Regions from separate parts of the Columba livia genome. Here region 2 is linked to region 1. The links are chromatin contacts, called in public Hi-C maps. All regions are on one chromosome and are shown on one strand. The core of a region is the stretch at or near the end of the contact, and the rest is flanking DNA. Distances in the headings are between cores, read along the strand shown. Region 1 holds the start of WNT4 (Wnt family member 4). Region 2 holds the start of ZBTB40 (zinc finger and BTB domain containing 40).

What was found. Hi-C and Micro-C count contacts between places; a contact is called where the count stands out from the background.
Region 2: a contact with region 1 is called in a Hi-C map of liver, with 2.0 times the contacts expected there. The contact joins the promoter of ZBTB40 here to the promoter of WNT4 in region 1. A contact is called at or near these places in 2 of 2 Hi-C or Micro-C datasets (crop and liver).

What each region holds. Positions count from the first base shown.
Region 1 is chr21:6,632,073-6,634,612 of bColLiv1.pat.W.v2, forward strand. WNT4 (Wnt family member 4) reads right to left here and starts at 1,272. Exons shown (of 5, transcript XM_005512396.4): 1 at 1,026-1,272. The coding sequence starts at 1,102.
Region 2 is chr21:6,783,479-6,786,018 of bColLiv1.pat.W.v2, forward strand. ZBTB40 (zinc finger and BTB domain containing 40) reads left to right here and starts at 1,281. Exons shown (of 18, transcript XM_065038191.1): 1 at 1,281-1,416.

The sequences.
Region 1 (2,540 bases), core at 22-2,521:
TTGGCGCAGGTGTCAGGAGAGGCACAAGCCACTCGGGATCTTTCGTGCCGACAGACCCAGGGACTCCCCGCCCGGCTGCAGTGAACCTGCCCTGGCCGGTGGAGACCCGAGGAGGTGGAATGGAAGCGGCCCGTGTTCCCAGCCTGAGAGCGGGTCCGCTGGGTGCGAGCAGCGGGAGCTAATTAGCTGACAGCAGTCAGCGACGCTGGGAGCGCGGCAAGCGCCATCTCCCATCAGAGCAGATTAATTAGGAGAAACTGACCCCTTCATTCAAAGTTAGGTAGGAAGGTGCTGTCGTGCTCCATCCCCTCTGCCCCATGGGGTCTCCCAGAAGACAGTCCCACCGCCTTGGCAAACACGTAGGAATTTTCCAGAATGATTTCTGCCCCTGTTTACCTTACACATTATTTCAGTGTTTGTTCACCAGGTTCCCAGTGTCACCAGGCTCCTCTGCAGCATGCAACAGCCCCCCACCACCCATTGTCCCGCCGGGAACAGGGGTCTGAGGTGTGGGCAGCCCTGCTCACCACAAACCCCCGGGGCTGGCACACTCGGCCGTCCCAGCCCTGCCAAATCCTCCCCTGGACCGCTGGCCCTCGCACGGCACCTCGCCAGCCCCCGGGCCCTGCTCTGACCCGATGCCCTGACCTCCGTCCTCTCCCGCTGGGGTCTGGATTTATAACTTAAGGACAAAATGGGGACAGGGGCTCGATAACCAGCCTCTGTCCAACCAACCTCAGTAACACACCAGACCTGAGCGGCTGGGAAGGGTTGGCATCCTCTGCAGCCCCCCTGCCCGGGGTGCAGGCTGCCACCCCCGCTGCCACCAGTTTGGGGGGTCAGTGGGATCGGGGTACCCGGTGTGACAGCGACAGGAGCCCAATGCCCCGCTGAGTACCGAGCAGCATCGTTGCCGGGGGTTGCACCCCGAAGCTGCCTGACCCCGGCAGCACCTGCTCCAGCACCCCCGGGGGATCAACAAGTGTCGGCGCCGGTTCCTCCCCCCTCGCCCCGCGGCTACTCACAGCCAGTTGCTGGCGTTGGCCGAGAAGGTGGCGAGGATGATGAGCAGCAAGGAGCGCAGGAAATACTCCGGGCTCATCCTGGAGAACAGGCAGCGGGAGAGCGAGCGGAGCCGGCGGCGGCAGCTCCCCCCGGCCCGGGGCAGCCGCCGCCGCAGGTGGGCGCCGGGCAGGAGCGGCGGCGGCGGGCGCTGCCCGGTGGATGCGCCCGCGGCGGCCGCCGAGCCCGACTGTCAGCTCGGCCGGCCCATCCCGGGATGGAGCGGCGGGCCGGGGGCGGGCCGGGGGCGGGGGTAGCCCCGGGGGCCGCCCCGGCTCCGCCGCTGCCTGGGCGGGACCGGCCGCCGGGGACACCCCCAGAGGCGGGACGGCGGCGGGGAGGGCACCGGGGGCTCTGCCGGCTCCCCCTGCCCCGCTGCAGCCCCCAGGCCCCCGGCAGCGACCTCCGAGACCCCCCGGGTGGGTTTGGTGGGTGCCGTGGGGTCGCGGCACGGGAGGCTTGCTTCTCCCCGGAACTGCGGGGCAGCTGCATATCGAGGAGAGGAGGAGCGGTTTTTCACTCGCATTTGGTGTTTTTAGGGCAATTTCTGCGCGGCTGTGAACAAGCAGAGCTCTCCGGATAGGGCCTGGCGCTGCTCGGGTTTCTGCATTGCTAGGAGCAGCCTGGGCATCGCCAAGACTGCCTTCCCCGTCAACCACCACCCCTTCGGTCGGTCGGGACTTCCCAAATCCCAGTTGCTGAGGATTCACAGCCAGCGCCAAATTTTGGCATTTGAAAATTCGCGAACGAGGAGAGGGACCTGGGGGGGTCCTATCAGGAGGGAACAGCGGCCGGAGCGGCAGCAGGGACGAGGTTGTGAACCGCGGTGTCTCCGCAGGGCTGTCCCCACGCAGGGCGTCCCTCTGGTGATGGGGCTGTGTGTGGGGTGATGCTTGGCCAAGTGTCGCGGCTTAAACGCACGGCTGCAGTTGTCTGGGAAGGTCAGCTCCTGGCAATCCCAGGAGCTATGGGCAGCGTGGCTTGCCCTGTAGTGGGGATCCCCATCTCCCCTGCCATCCACAGTGACTCCATCTATCCCCAGCGGTCCATGTGGGCACAAATGGCTTAATTTAAAGCCGGGAGTGACACGAGATGGCTGCTTGGTGTGAAATCCAAGATCCTAGGCAGCCAAAACCCGCGCACCAAACCGCCTCCTGACAACGTTATTAGTTAGGTCTATTACTAAAACCTCTTGCTACCATCTCTAAAATCCTGCCAAGCTGGTTTGGAGCTATTCAAGATTCCCTTTGTCTTTCAACTCCATTTTCCTGCTCTCAGTGTAGCCAGGACACACTTATTCAAAGCACGGCAACTTGCACTGGGCTGCACACATGCCTGTCTAAGTGTATTACACCTACTTTAAAATCTCTGCATTAGTTCCCTGTCAAAGCGAGGATTTAATTTCAAAGTGCTTTGACTTATATTCCAGCTCCTGACAGGCGGCAGCCCACCCTCACCTAGTCATTCATCTGGCTTTC
Region 2 (2,540 bases), core at 31-2,530, 150 kb after region 1:
TAATGACAGAACATAAACACAGCGAGGTCTGGCTGGGGAAGAACAACGCACGCCCTGGCTATGCCACAGATTGGGGTCTCCTCGCCTCAGCCCCAGAGCAGGTTGGCCTATTCCTGCCACATGCACACTAATGCACAGCACACACGCACGGGTCCATGAACAGCACAGTGCCCTTCAGCACCTGCTGGCTCTTTTGCCACTTGCATTTCCCAGACAGCCCAGGGGACGCTGCTGGGACTGCCAGCGACCCCCCAATTCACTTTCTAGGCCTGGTGGCCTCCCCAGCCTGGGGTGCTGGGCTACAGGTGAGGATGCCTTGCAGAGGACAACAACGGTGACAGGGCTGCCAGGAGAGCAGACATCATGCCAGCAGGTGCTGTGCTGCCAAAGGCCAGTGGCTGGGTAAGTGGCTGAAGGGGCAGAAGATCAGAACCCACTGCCAGGACTGTGCTATAGAATCATAGAATAGAATCATAGAATCATTTTGGTTGGAAGAGACCTTCAAGATCATTGAGCCCAAAGATAACCTAAATCTAGCAACAACCCATGTCCTGAGAACCTCATGTCCATCTGTCCAGCCCTCCAGGGATGGTGACTCCAGCACTGCCCTGGGCAGCCTGTTCCAATGCCCCACAGCCCTTTGGGGAAGAAATTGTTCCCAGATCCAACCTCAACCTCCCCTGGCGCAACTTGAGGCCGTTTCCTCTGCTCCTGGCGCTTGTTCCTGGGGAGCAGAGCCCGACCCCCCTGGCTCCAAGCTCCTTTCAGGCAGTTCAGAGATCAGAAGGTCTCCCCTCAGCTCCTGTTCTCCAGCTGAACCCCCCAGGTCCCTCAGCCGCTCCATCACACTTGTGCTCCAGCCCCTCACCAGCTCCGTTCCCTTCTCTCCACTCGCTCCAGCACCTCAAGGTCCACCTGCCTCAATCCCCCCCACGGCCAGACCGCCCGTGACCTCGTCTCTGTCAGGCCCAGCACAGCCCAGCTCCGCCCTCGCCCAGCCCACGGGCGGGTTGATCCAGCAGGTCCCTCGCAGACGCACCGGGCTGCGCACCCACGGCCCCGCGTGGGCACCGCCGCCCTCCTCAGGGAACGGGCCCGCGCTCTGCCACAGGGGGACGGTCGACTGACCGCGGGGCCCGGGAGGAGCCGCCAGGACCGGCCGCTCCCTCAGGGCGGCCGCACGGGGGGCGGAACTCGGGCGACTCGCGCGTGGGAAGGACACGCGCGCGCCATAACTGCGCATGCGCCGGTGCCCCCCCCCCGACTCTGCTCCTCCGTCACGTGACGCGGGAGCCGGCCCGCCGCCGCTTCAAGATGGCGGCGCCCGGCGCAGAGCGCTGAGGGGGTGGGGGAGGGGCGGCTGTTGTTGAAGCTTTATTGTTCCGCGCCGTGTCCGCCGCGCCGCGCCCAATAAAGGTAACCATGGCGACGGGGCCGCCGGCCGGGCCTGGGCCGCCATCGGGCCCTTCGCTGTGGCCCGGGGGGCTCGGCGGGCAGCTCCGCTCCCACTCTGCCGGGCCCGGCCTCCCTTCCCCACCTCGGGGCCAAACCCGCGCGGCGGGCCCGCCTGGGCCCGGGCCCTGTTCGTGTCGTCCCGGGGCAGCGGGACGGGAGCGGCTGTTCCCGCCCGCCGGGAGGGACCGGGCGGACAGGGAGGCGGAGGGAGCAAATAAATATTTATTGTTTGCGTTGTGATAAGAAATCAGTGGTATGATCCATTTTCCTGTGTGATCACCCGCACAGCAGAGGAGCAGGGAGGAGCAGGGCTGCCCCGTTCAGTAGCAGCCTGTTCCCAGGTCGTGTTAGATTTAATATGGAAATGTGCTGAGGTGAGTCTGGGTCGATAAAACCCACGTCCTCCCCAGAGACAGGCTTGTGGGTGAACCTTGGGGGTAATTTCTTCTCGTGTGGTGGAAAGAAAGGCTGGGGCACCTGATGTATTGGCTCAGATAGGACATAGGGCAGCATGGTTCTCTAGGTTTTTGGTTAAGAGATACCAAGTGTCTTGCATTTGAGGAGGAATCTGGGTTTCAAACCGCAGTCCAAGGACAGGGTGATGCAGGAACAGCATGTTGGAGTGCAGACCAGAACAAGGTCGTCTCCCAGCTGACCACCCTGCCTCTGTGCCTGTGCGTTTGCTCTTGTTTAATCCCTCTTTCCAGTATATTTTGAGTTGACTGCCGTGACATGCAGCTTAAAGAAGGTGCTGAAAACGTTGTTGCCCAGACTGTAGCTCAGTGGTTATAGAAGTCTTCCAGGAGATGGAGGAAGCAAGTTGGCTTCCTGGGGTGAGTGTTGTTAGGCTTTTACATCACTGTATCCTTCCCTGTGTGTTGTGAAGCAACTGTGCTCGTGTTTGAAGAGCTGTCGGTCCTTTGGCCTTAGTTGAGTTCTGGGGCTGTGGACGTGTCTCTAATGGCCTGAAGCAAGAGGGGACCGCACTGGAAGTCCAGGTGCCTCCTGACTTGCTGTCTCAATAGGCTGAGCTCAGAGGAGTTCTGTGTATTTCACTAACAAGTCTGGGGGAATTGGTCCCTGTC